Linked DNA regions of Mus musculus: regions 1 and 3 are each linked to region 2. The links are chromatin contacts, called in public HiChIP or PLAC-seq maps. All regions are on one chromosome and are shown on one strand. Each heading gives the region's core, a stretch centred on a gene start, on an enhancer-like site or on the middle of the called end of the contact. The rest is flanking DNA. Distances are from core to core; before and after follow the strand shown. Region 1 overlaps Tcf7l2 (transcription factor 7 like 2, T cell specific, HMG box). Region 2 overlaps Vti1a (vesicle transport through interaction with t-SNAREs 1A). Region 3 has its middle 54 kb from the start of Gm52391.

Region 1 (4,190 bases), core at 539-3,038, 290 kb after region 2:
AGGGGCCCCGTGGTTCAGGATTGTTTCCCAGGAGCTCTTTGCTCTGCTGTCCTCCAAGTTGACTTCACTCATGGAAGTTTATTCAAGTCCAAGAAGATCTTACCTTTGCCCCTTCATGTCTGTGACCTTGATTTTGAATTGGCATCTATGTTAAGAGGTTGCAGTGTGGGGGCGTGGGTATATACCTAAAAAAACCTGCCTACTCCTCAAGCTGGGGGAAGCAGCACACTCCACTTAGCTAAGCTGATAGCGTCATAGAGTCAGGTCAGTGTCTCCTAAATAATTTAAGATTTTATTGCTGGGAAACCCAGAAAAGGCTATGGAGCTCAGAACTCTGCTGCTCCCACTCCATCGTTCTTAGTGCCTGCTTGAGCTTCGTGGCCCTCACCTACAAAACCCTCCCTTCCCTTTATATCCATGTCTATGTCCAAAGTTTTATAAGATGTCTATCTCCTAAAATTTTTACGGGGTTTATAAGTTCTTCTATTCTATGGAAATACTAGAAACGAATATCTTAAAGACCTTACAAGGAGAAGCTGGGGTAAGCCTATTAGGTAAAGTAGGGTAAGGTGAGCCCTTCAAGTTCAAAGCAGTTCCCTCATCAAACAGAAGGAACGTGACTGCCAAATTTGGCTCCGAGGTTCCCTAGCTCCTAAGCATGGAAGGAAAGATATCCAGGGTTGTAAGCATGTGAATGCACACACACACTGTGTGTGTGTGTGTTTCTCTCTGTGTGTGGTGTAGTACAGGCCCTGTAAGTGGATAGGTAAGGAGTAAGCTTCTACAGAATGTAACAGAGACTGTACTTAAAGGCAGCCCTTGCTCACTGAATAGCTCCAAGCTCCCTTCCCCAGCCACTTGCTCCTGGGAGTCTTGCTTCTTGTGATAGTAGCTTTGTTAGTCCAACAAAGTGGGGAGATAAGCTGTAAGCCCTCATGTTGCTGGGCTCCTCCCAAAACAACTGGTGCTGTTCCTTGTGCTTCCCTTGAATGCAGCACTCAGGTGGGGCAGGGCTGTTGACAAAGCTAAATGCAAGCACTGTCACTAAAGCCGGGCTGATCCTCCAGGCCAGCTGAAACGTCTATGATTCACTGTTTACCAGTGAGTACTGTGAAGGTCCTACTTCCAGATGCACACATACTTACTGCATAGTAGCAAGCCAGTGCCCTTGCTGGCCCTTAGCTGCCTTTCCTAGACAGGCCCCCAAGCTTCCAGCAGTTGGCTGCCCTTTGTCACCTGGGAAGCTCCGTTTGCCTGTGGATGGTTATTATACCCAACAGAACACAGGGAAGGATGGTGTTCCGATGGCCATGTAGGCCGCTCTAGGGTTGTGGCTTCTCGATCTCTCCTTTGTTTTTCTTGATTTACCTTTCAGAATTATCCATAGTCATCTGGGGTGGACAAGTCTACCCAGTCCATCTTTTGCAGGATTGTTAAAAGATACAGTCACCTTCTTCCTTCTCTTGTTCCCTCTCATGCTGGGGATATACCCCAGGGGCAGAGCTCTTGCTTAGCATGTACAGGTCCCTGGGTTCAATCCCCAGGAGTACCAGCCGACCAACAGCCAAGCTTGAGAAAGTTGGAATGTCTTTTGTCCTTTTGAAGTAGCCCACTCTGAACCTCTAAACTGTTCTTCACACCTCTAAATACTCCCTCTAAATTCTCTACCCTGTTAATGGGGCTGTATGGAACCTCTGACTAGGTGTGTAGGTCTACACAGCAGCCATTTGCCAGAGTTGACTAAACAGTCCATTCTGTCCCTCTACCGTTTACTAGCTGTGTGACCTTGGGCATGCTCCTTAACGTCTCTGAGTCAGCTTCCTCCTCTGTGAAATAGGCAGAACACTCTTACTTCCTGTGGAGGTTGTGAGAATTAAAGGAGTAGCCAGCTCAGCCCTTTCTAGGGGCCTGGATGGAGAAGGCAGTTCTTACCCTGACACTTTTGGGATCAGATACCTGTTGAGCAAACCTCCTTTGAGCATGCTTCGAGAACACATGGGGTGTGCACGGCATGATCCATGAAGTCGCTATTGTGGCTTCTCTCAGAAGGCTATAGTCTAAGGGAGCCAAGGGGGGCGTGGAGGTTAAGACTGGAGCCCCGACAGCTCAAGGGTGAGGGCAGTCATACATAGGTATGTTTCTGTGAGGTGTAAACACCAGCAACCCCGTTAAGTTTATCCTAATAGAAGCTTCAGTAAGGTAAGTTGAGAGAAGGCACAGATAAGTGGCTGGCTGGTTGCTTAGAAGAAGGAGCAACCATATTCATCGGGGGAACGGTGTGGTTAGGGATGGGGATGGCGGGAAGGGGCATCGTAGGAACTCTGCATGAGGAAGTCGCGTTTGAGATGTCCCTCAGGGACCCCATCTGCATGGCAGGGAGGTGTGGAGAATTCTGGGTATGCCTTGGTGACTCGGCCCTCTCTCCTCAAGCCTCACCCTGTCCCCCTTTCTTCCTGGCAGCAGAGCCCCCTCCCTTGCTGCACTCAGGGCCATGCCTGTCCGCACTTCTACACCCCCTCAGACTTCACTGTCAGCACGCAAGTCTTCAGGGACACGAAAAGCAGCCACTCCTTACAAAAGGTTGGGGAGCCCTGGTATCTGGAGGTAGGTCTTGGAGCAGAATGACGGTATGAAGCAAGCCAGCTCTGAACTGAAGCCGCCCATCCAAAGTTTACCTCTCATGAGGGCAGGGCCCACGCATCCACCTCCATCCCTGAATTCTCCTCGGGTTATTCTCATTCCAGGTGCCATACTGTCTGGCCGTGCTGACCACCGCTAGGGAAATCAGAGCCATAAAGTCACCACTTTACAAGAAGAGGGTGGGGCTGGCGCTCAAGTGAATGCTTGATGCCCAGCTGGCCCGTAAAGGCCACGTGACTCAGCGTCACACGCGAGAACGCACACTATTCCATTAAACTTGAACCTAGAAAGTAATTTCCTGGGCTCTTTATGGCTCCTGCTGGAAGGGAAGCTATCACCTCAACTTTGCCATTGCTACTAGCAATTAGCAGTCTATAGTATAGATTTTCTTTTCAAATTCAGGGTGCTGAGGAAGGCCTCCCGCCCCGCACAAGATCCCTGACTAGCAGAGGCAAGCACAGCCCAATGACTCTTCTCACAGATGTTGTTCTCCAAGGACAGGAAGCATTGTTAATTTCCTTTAAATAATTCAATGCCATGTCAATACCCCACACGACTCCATGCTCCCGCGTGACAGCTCTCTTCAAATTAGTAGTCCCAAGAATAAAGAATGCCCAGAACATTCTTTTATCTTCAGGAAAGCAAACATCAATGCAGACTTTAAAAAAAAAAAAATTAAAGTAACTCTTAGATTTAGATAGAAGATGATGTTTTGGTTTTCATGAATATTCACAAGCCAATTAGTGTAGTCTTTTAAACCAATGATTGTGTCCCTACTAGGTGCTGAGTGTCTGCTGTATGCTAGAGGATGCTGTTTTTTAGGAAACAGGGTTTCTCCAGTGGATATGGAGCATGCACGCGGATTCCCTCTAGAGAGGGATACTGTGGAAGAGATCATGTTTAAACCCTTGTTCCACTTCAGAAACAGTAAACAGCCACTTAGGAGAACCAGAGAGATGTAGAGAACCGTGGCGAAGGCAAGTCACGCCCAGACCTTTGCGTGAACTGTTGGCCATCTCCTTTCTGATGAGTTATCCATTCATGTTCATAAACTTTAAAAGCATTAATATTGGCATTAACGTGGCTTTGTGCTTCCTTCTCACCTGCCATGACGCCATGGGATGCTTTTCTTTGTTATAGCGTGCGTTACTAAGATCCTAAGGTGGTGTTCTTTGGAATGTCAGTGGTCCAACCCATTACCCTTCATCCAAGTGGGGCTAAAGCAGATGTTTTTCTGGGGTGTTTTGCACTTCTTCTGCTACCTTGCCTCTGCTGTGCCTGTGATTGGACCATCCTTACACTGTGATTACCTGGTGTGTGTGTGTGTGTATGTGTGGTATGTGTAGGTGTGTAACTGGCTTCAGCATGGCAGGGCTTTGTGGTCCCCACTCTGCAGTGGCTGTGTCCTGGTGAGAGCTTTTCTTAGCAGATTCTGGCAGACCAGCTTTTTCAAACCATATCAGTTCATTCTGACTATGGAGTATAAGGCTACCCCACCAGATCTGGCAGATAAGGCTAGCCCACCAGGCTTTTGCACAAGGTAACTAGTT
Region 2 (4,594 bases), core at 2,087-4,586:
CTCTCCCTTCCCTTCTTTCTGGGCTCACCAGCGCCCCCTAGATGTGTGCAGGTGAAGTGAGCACTCCATGCCTACCCAAGTTCTCAGTTTCAGTTGTTTGAGCAGCAGCCCTGGGGGGGAGGGGGGGAGCCCAGGGCTCTTGTGTTCATCTCTGTCCTTACAACCCCACCACTCTCCTTGTCCTGCTTCCTGCTCCTGCCTCTGCCTTATGACTGTCCTGTATTCTTGCCCACTGTGCCTTTCAAAGCCAGTTCCTGTCTGTGTGACTGTACTTCCAATATATACACCTGTCTACTAGCCCCATCCCCTACAGGAATCTTCCTGTAACCCAGCAACAAGGAGGAGCCACGTGGCACTTTGTGTATTCTCTGTGTAAGTGTAAGCAGCCTCGCTTCTCCCTGAAGAAACCTGAGCTTTCCAGGGACAGACCTGAGTCCTGTAAACCTGACACTGGAAATGTTGGGGTCCCCGAAAAAGGTTAAGTTCAAACTCAGTTGTAGAACTTACTGTTTGTTTAGGTCAAGAGATAAAGTACTATGGAGAGATAGGTGTCACAAATACCAGGACTTCCAGAAAGCTACATGGTTTTATTAACTGATAGATACATACTGTTGTTTTTCTCTGTTTTAACTACATAGTTCTGGCTATTGTTTTCATATAACTATTTTGTGATCTGTTTATGACTAGGAAAGGGTAATGTTTCCCTTTTTCCTCTGGCATGCCACCCACCAGAGCATTTCTACAGCTTCTTTCACATTGCATTCCCAGATAGTACAAGAGTCTCCAGAGGCCATCAGGGGCTATGGCCCAAGGTCCCAGTGGAACCAAACCCTGTGTGCTCTCTACTTCTTTCCTATGATCCTATGATAAAAGCTTAATTTATAAACCAGACACAGTAGGTAAGCAGCATGATTAAAAAAAAAAAAACAGTTACAACATTACACTAGCATAGTATTTAAACAGACAGTTACAACATTACATTATCATAGTATTTAAACAGTTACAACATTACACACACTATCATAGTATTAAACAGACACTTAAACATTACATTATCATAGTATTTAAAGCTCACAGGTTGTTTATTTCTGGGATCTTCCATTTAATGCTTTCGGACCGTGGGGTACCTGATGCTGTCAAGTGGGAATTGCTATGGTTTTGCCATCAGGTGAGACTTCTTGGCCTTCCTTTCCATTGCTAAGCACGGAGCCAGGGTTTTAGTCACAGACCTCCTCGTGGCTGCCTCAAGCACTTGCTCTTCCTGCTCTCCCCACATAGGTCCGGTGCCTGCTTTCCAGCTGTGCCAGACATCACAGTGGGTAACCACTTCCAACCCAAGATGGCTAGCAGTGTTTTCCCAAAAGCTATGCATACCAGGATTCCCACTGTATCCAAAACTGACTACCCTACCTTCATTTCCCCTTACCCGGGTTCCCAGGAAGACCACAACAGACACAACAATCCTAACAACATAAAGCAGAGACTTCATGGAGGGTTGGGGTGGCGGCAGCGGCGGCGGTAGGGTGGTGGGAGGGGTCAACATATTAAGACCTTGCAGCTGATAGATCTTATTTTCACAAGGTTTACAAAAATATATAAGCAAATGAACATAGTGCCAGAGTATAACTTTAATTTTTTTTCAAATCCTACTTTTAATGATGGTTCTTATACACTTTAACCTCCCTTCTAGCCCACCACCCACCAGAGGTAATGAAAAAGAATGGGGGAGAACCTACAGTTGGGCATAGGCCTCTGTCTGTCCCCAACATCCAGAAAATACAGTAAAAACCTCCTAGTTTTATTCTAGACTGGCTAAGAGTCATGGTTTGGAAATGGTGGGACGCTCCTCACAAGATGGGGCTGGCCAGCCAGGTTCTGCTTTCAGTACATTGTCACCTGCAGAAGAATGGCTTTCTGTCTGATAAGCCCTCCATGTCTGCAAGCCCCTGCTGCACACACGGGCGGAACTGTCTCACTCAGAACAAGCGTGTTTACCAAACAGGAGGTAAAGCATCTTGCAAGCCCCCTTGTTCCCCAAGAAAGACAGGATAAGGGAAGTGGCAGAGCCGTGATAGGAAAGGGATTTTTCACACTACAGAGTGTGAACTGATAAGCCCAACCCTCACCTCCCAGCCAACAGTCACGGAGCAAGTGTGACTTGGCTTCTCATTTTATAATGGAAAAGTGTCCTGGGGAAAGGAAAATTCAGAAAGTCAGCAGTCACTGCTCTCATGAGTGATGGCTCTGACCTCGGCTGTGCTCGACTTTCCTACTAAAGAAACCAAGGGGTCACTTTCTCATAGTCCTGAAATAGAAGGTTGCATGATAAAAATGCATTAATCATAATAGTCCCATTCTTAGCAAGACTGAGTCCCTGCGACAACACGTTTACATTGCTTATCTCCTTTGACCCCCCCCCCCCCACACACACGACCCCTCTGGTGCTATTTCATTTTATATCTGAACAGTCGGAGAGTTTCATGGCCATCTGGGCTGCCTGACCACAGAGCCACCAAGGGGCCGAGTCCAAGCTTGAATCAAGACAGACAGTCTGCACTTGACTCACTAATACAGAGAAGTCCGTCCGCGTCCTCCTCCAGCCTCCTTCCTGGGATGCTTCCTGGCCTCCAAAGCTCCCCTGAAAGGAAAATGCTCAGAAACACTCTCGGACGGTCCTCACCTTGTGTGCGGGGCCCCGAGGGCCGCTGCTTTGTCATTTACCACAGAAACTTTGCTAGCTGTAGTTGCCTTGTTCTCCTTTTCTCTTGTGACACCTAGAATAAAACTAGAGACTATTAGTCAGGGATCAAAATAAATATCGGTCACGGCAGCCTTGGGTTGGGCCTGATTGTTCTTTGTTCCTCCTTAGAGGCCTGGGTTAGCTGAGAGGAAGTGCTTCAAAAAAAGAGTACATGAGAACCTGGGTTCCTACGGAGTAGCTGAGCTCAGGCACTGCCACCTACACAGGCGCACAGGACCCCCTGTGTGGTGTCCGTCGACCTCACCGTTTCACCAGGCTGCTCTTTGAGAAGCTCCTAGGAAATGCAGGCACAGTGGCTCTCCAGTACCCAGACTGCAGTTTCCCTGAACCAATACCTTCCTATGTAGAGGATGTGATAGGCCAAGACAACAAGAGGGGACCTAAGGAGAATAACATGCCCCCGTGCCTCATTTCATATGTTGAGAAACTGAGGCCAAAGAAGAACAAGGGACTTATTGAAGGCCACCAGGCTAACTGAGGTAGACTCTATGCTAGGATCTCTTCCAAAGTACCCTTCCACTGCAGACAGCTGACATGTCTGCCTTGGGGCAACATCACCCACACAGGTCCTTCCCATGGCACATCCGCATGCACCGTGTAGCTTAGTCATCCAGTAATTCCCTTCAGGGTTGCATGAGAACTTTGCTTGGAGAAGACTGGCTGCCAGAGAGGCTGAGCCCTTTTGTCTCAGGTGGTTAGTTTCTCAGTGGAGGGCAATAAAAGCTCTTTCCATCAGTTCTGTTTCATTTGTACAGTGGGTGACTCACTCACTTACAGGAGTGCTGGTTAGCGTGTGTGTGTGTGTTCCCTGAGCCAACCTGGATTTCTTCAAACTCATGGTCCATGGCAGAGACGCAGGGACGCTCTCACTGCTCACTAAGCTTTGTTTCTTGTCCTGAGAACAAGTAGCCTGGGTGACGGTGCACAGGGACATCACCCACAAAGGACGCCTGCTTCTTCTGAGGCACCTTGGTGAAGTAAATGCACTTGGAGAGGGGTGGAAAAACTGAACTGTTGATATCAGTCTGTCTCTGCCAGGGGAATATATTTTAGGAAATGCTTTTATCTTATGTGCTTTAAATATATCCCTAGCCTTGGAGTTAGAGTTAACTCACTCAACTTCCGTGTGACCCAATTACTACAAAGACCAGTCTTGACTGTTGCATAAAATGGCCAAAGTTGACTCATTTTCTGGTGGTATAAGTCTGCCTGGCTTTATTTTTTTTAAACTAAATACTACTAATTGATGGCCCGAGAACAGTGTGGCACTTCTGATCCAGTTCTAAGTCGTGTAGGAAGCAAGCAAGGAACTCTTAGGCAGACACACAGGCAGAGGTCCACGGGCCTGTCTGCAGATTTGTCACAAGGGCCACCAGGTGCTGCCACCTCCACAGCTTCTCACCAACACATTTTGCTCTGTAGTCACATGACTCAGAAAAGCTGCATTCCTTGAAAAGAGAAGTTGAAGATGGAGCAGGCCAAGCCTGTCAAAACTCGCACACCACATTCCACCGTGCAAATGCTCCTCAACTGAGGCCCTTCGTAATGTGAAAATATCACAAATCAAAATGTACTTAATACACCCATCCGATCCAGGGAGCCTCCAGCCTAGGGGCAGGCCGCGCCGTAAGTTGGTAGTTTCCCCTCTTGATATACAGTGCTGACTCAGCTTACTGCTGAAAGGAATGCATAGTTCACATCAGGGTTTGCAGTCAGTTTCTGCTAAGAGTGTCTCTCTTCTAACCATTGTCTCATCAGGATTGCAAGTGAAGCCATCACCTGGCAGGGGCCACCTGAACCCACCTGCATGCACTGAGCAGTGCTTAGCCCTTG
Region 3 (4,112 bases), core at 733-3,232, 420 kb after region 2:
TAGGGGAGGACATGTTGGCTGGGGCGGCCTGGGATTCTGAGAAGGTTTGCAGCAGGAGTTAACCGTCAGGGATGCAGAATCATTTCAATATTGTAACAACTGTCCCGTCACACAGGTGCATAATGACTGCTCATAAGCTGGCTGGTATCTGGCACCTTGCTAGGTGCTGAGAACTAACAGTGAGGCGGAACAGACTTGTTTTATTGTCTAGGGACGCAGGCTGCCTTCGCTTCATCCCACTAATGAGCATATGATTATAAACCAAGATGGATGTTCACAAGGAAAGAAACTTGGTTGTGAAAGCATAAAATATAGGGGCTCCGCTCAGTGCCAGGTCACAGCCGACTTCCCCGAGGAAGCGTAGCATCCAGTGCTGGCAAGTAAAGTAAGTGAGGAGATGACTATACCTGTTCCAAAGGGGGAGTCCCTGGAGTGATAGAAAAGAGAAAAGTCAGTGTGCCCAGAACCAGTAGAGTGAGGATATGGGCTGGTCCAAGATGGCACAGTAGATTCACAAAGGGGCTAGGCAGGGATGGGTAAATGTCGAGATTTAGGGGGTCCAGGGTCACTGGTGGGTTCTAAACAGGTAGCTGACCATCATGTAGCTGCAGTTTTGGAATGATAAAGGCAGGGGCAATGGGAGATATTGCAATACAGCTCAGAGTTTGAGCTGAGGGTGGCAGCCTGCTCTAGGTGGTGGCCAAGGTTGGGAGGGGGCATGGGAAAGGATGGGCCAGAGAGAAGCTGGGCGTGGACCAGTGGAGGTGGTGATTCATCAGTCAAGAGAGGGCTTCCAGTTCCAGGTCCTTTCGCTGTTCTGAGTGGGGCTTTTTCCTAGGCTGTGGCATGGAAGTGAGATTAGCTCTCCTAACTGTAAGAGGTCTCATCCACTTTCTGGCCTTTACCTTCCTCAACTGTATAAAGGGGATGGGTTATATTATCCCCAGGGACCATGATCCTATTCCCCATTGGTGATAGCCACAGACAATAAAAATTTAACCCATAGTGTACACTCTCATTACCTTCCAAAGAAACTCCTAAGAGTTTCTTTGTCACAATCTCCTAAAACACTAAGATATAAAAATCTCAGGTCTTTCCGTCTTCGCAGCTGAGCACACGAGCTGTGGTTAGAGCTTACTACCTTCAGTCTTCAGGGTCTTCACTGAATCAGGCACATCATAGATCAGGAATATTCTGGGGCTATCCCCACACACACCCCGTGAAGTTTCTCCTGCCTGGCTATCCCATGACAGGGCCCATGTGAGCATCCTATCAAGCTAGTAAATTCCTATGACAACAGACCGTTTTATCTGGTAGGCCTAGAGATCTCCCCAGATGCTTAGCCTGTCTGAGAGTGGGGGCTGCTGGGGAAGTCAGGTGAGAGATGTAGTTGGGTAGGAAATGAGAGGAACTGAGATCCAGAGCTCAGCCTAGGCTATTTGTGAAGGCCAGGAGCCCAGGTTTCTCTTACCAGGTACACAGGGGAGCAGGGTGGGTATTTATTAATTTATTTCTGACAGAGGCTCAGTTCTCTAGCAATATCCCAAAAGGCATCAGTGCCATGCGGCTGCAGCGGCTGGGTGGGGCCTCCTCCTCCTCCCTTTTATCTTACTCAGTGCATAAATCCATTAGCATGTTTTTTTCTTGAGCAGCCAAGATGTTAGGACCCATCACTCAAGTCATCCACGTGGCATTTCAGCCTTTCACTGGAAGACAATTGTGACTTCAGTCAAAGCCTCTTGACAGGAGAAAATGGAACCCTAGGACAGAATAATGCAGCCAAGTGCCCGCTGTCCCCTGCAGATCGTGGCTCTGTGCGCCATTACTTCCCAAATTGTCCTGCTGAAAGAATTCGCTTGTTTACATCTCTTTACGCCCCGGCATTTAACCTTGGGTTCTGAAGACTCTCTCCTTTCTCCTCCTTCCTACGGCAATTATTTCCTTTGTGGCTTTCATTTTATGTAATTACGGTGGACAGTCATCACGCAGGCATTTTACTGAGCGGGCGGCAGGGCAGAATGGGGCTCCCATTCCTTCTGGCCTGGGAACCATGTAACCTGACTCATTTGGGTTTTTTTCCTCAAGGATTTTCACCCTCCCAAAAGAAATGGAGAAGATATGTACCTAAAAATCTAAAAACACAGGAAGGGACAGCAAATGGCAAGGTGCTGTGATCTTATCTCATGGTGGCCATGTCAGCAGACGTGACACAGAAAACAAATCGCGGTTGCCAACTTCGTGATTGTGCGTGGGTGGCTTTTAGCCTATGCAGACAGGTTTTTGCATTTTTTAAAAAATTTATTGTGGAACAGTTCGAACGTCTGAAAATAGACAGGATGTTGCTGGTGGGATGTGAAATGGTATACCTCTTTCAGAAAGACAGACTGTTGGTTTCTTAAATGGGTAAACATAGAGTCACCATATGATTTAACAACTGCACTCCTAGGCATACAGGCAAGAGAAATGACGACATTTGCACACAAAAGCTTACACTATTGTTCATTACAGTTCCACTTAAAATGCCCCAAAGTAGAAACAACCCACAGCCAATGAATAAAACTGTCATAAAAGAGAATATTAAGCCATAAAAAGTACCCACGTGTTGGCGTAGGCAGCAACGTGGCTGCTAAGTAAAAGGCGCCAGTCACATTATGTAATTTCATTGAGGTGAAATGCCCAGAATAAACAGATCCACAGAGGTAGAATATGCACTAGTAGTTTTAGGGCTGCAGAAGAGAGCAGAGTACAATGGGGCATTATGACTAAGGGACATGGGGTCTAAGGAAGGGGTAATTAAAACGAGGCCGTGCTGATGGCAGACATGCTTCAGGCAGGCTGCATGGTTCCCAAGTCACACCCCAATACGACTGACTGTCCGTGACGAATAAGATGGAGAATAGTCAGGGTTTCAAGCTCGTGGCCTTGAGCCAGTCTTACACCGAGCCGTAGCTTCACTCTTCCCTTGAGTCAGCACCATCTCGTTTGAATTGCAGTGTGAACTCCCAAAAAGAACAAGGGCTCTCCTAAGAAAAGATTATTCACACCATAAACACTTAACAATAATTTATCAATGGCATTCAATATACGTTGTTCACATTGCCACCTGTCTTTTACACACACACACACACACACACACACACACACACACACACACACACACAGAGTTGTTTGAGTCAGGATTCCAATGAGGTAGATGTCTTAACTTCTTTTCCCGTTGCTATGGTAAATACTCTGACAGAAACATGTTAAGGAAGAAGTGTTTCTCAGCTTACAGTTCAAGGTACATGGTGGGGAAGTCATAGAAGCTGGAGCTCGAAGCAGCCTGTCACTGTGTCTGTGGTCAGAGGAGAGCCATGCTTACCTGTACTCTCCATTTCACAGACCAGCATCTCTTGCCCAGGGAGTGATCCTGTCCACAGTTACAGTGGATCTTCCCACATCAGTCAATGTACTCAAGACAATGCCCTCCAGGCATGGCCCAGAGGCCCATCTCCCCGAGGTTCTGCATGCCAGGCTAACCACCCCAGGAAACATGGCAAAGGTTGAACTGTTCCTCCGAGTCTTTTCACCTTGAGATATCCTACCCGCTCTCCTTTGAAAGCCATCTAAAGTGTTTGAGACCTTTGTCTCAGACTGTCCCATAGTCAGGATTTTTACTGATAACATGCCAATTGTGTAGTTTAATGTGTTGCTCTGTCCCCGGAGTCTACTGTCATCGATTGGTAGCTCCTTCTAGAGTCTGCACCTAATTCATCCTTCTGTCAGGAGACAAAAAGCTCCCCAGCTTTCTCTCTGTGGTGGCTACTGGTAGCTTTCAGGGCTTGAATCCTTCCACACATTAGGACAGTGCAGTATTTAAAAAGTAAAAAGAATTCCCAACGTTCCTTCTTCACATACGAACCAGAGCTAAGTTACTTCATCTCACTTTTCTGACCCCATTAGAAACTTGTCCTATCTTGAAAGAGTCTTGAGTTTGACAGATGAGCACAGGTCTTGGAGACCCTGCCCTGTAGCTTCTAAAACCCTACACCTTACCTCGGAGCACAGTAGGGGCTGATGCAACGGCTCCGTGCAGGGAGCAAAATGGAAGAGACCTGTCTGCCCACCGTCCC

The links. HiChIP or PLAC-seq counts read pairs in DNA pulled down with a chosen protein or histone mark.
Region 1: a contact with region 2 is called in a FOXA1 HiChIP or PLAC-seq map of pancreatic cancer cells. The contact joins two enhancer-like sites. A contact is called at or near these places in 3 of 484 Hi-C or Micro-C datasets (bone marrow-derived macrophages, epidermal suprabasal cells and nephron progenitors), 3 of 115 datasets of contacts at active chromatin or transcription factors (extraembryonic endoderm stem cells, kidney and pancreatic cancer cells) and 1 of 9 other capture datasets (embryonic stem cells).
Region 3: a contact with region 2 is called in a FOXA1 HiChIP or PLAC-seq map of pancreatic cancer cells. The contact joins two enhancer-like sites. A contact is called at or near these places in 3 of 115 datasets of contacts at active chromatin or transcription factors (embryonic basal ganglia, embryonic stem cells and pancreatic cancer cells) and 1 of 9 other capture datasets (embryonic stem cells).

Annotation. Positions count from the first base shown.
Region 1 is chr19:55,860,958-55,865,147 of GRCm38.p6, forward strand. All of the region lies in intron 5 of Tcf7l2 (transcription factor 7 like 2, T cell specific, HMG box), which reads left to right. Among named protein-coding and RNA genes, the nearest start is that of Gm52391, 75 kb to the right of the region's middle. Within about 2 kb of position 1,789, at least 41 of the 459 cell types and tissues checked have an H3K27ac peak or open chromatin away from gene starts, as enhancers often do. A contact at or near this core is called in pancreatic cancer cells, where this site is marked.
Region 2 is chr19:55,567,250-55,571,843 of GRCm38.p6, forward strand. All of the region lies in intron 7 of Vti1a (vesicle transport through interaction with t-SNAREs 1A), which reads left to right. Among named protein-coding and RNA genes, the nearest start is that of Gm41871, 130 kb to the right of the region's middle. Within about 2 kb of position 3,337, at least 63 of the 459 cell types and tissues checked have an H3K27ac peak or open chromatin away from gene starts, as enhancers often do. A contact at or near this core is called in pancreatic cancer cells, where this site is marked.
Region 3 is chr19:55,990,354-55,994,465 of GRCm38.p6, forward strand. No RefSeq gene overlaps it. Among named protein-coding and RNA genes, the nearest start is that of Gm52391, 54 kb to the left of the region's middle. Within about 2 kb of position 1,983, at least 32 of the 459 cell types and tissues checked have an H3K27ac peak or open chromatin away from gene starts, as enhancers often do. A contact at or near this core is called in pancreatic cancer cells, where this site is marked.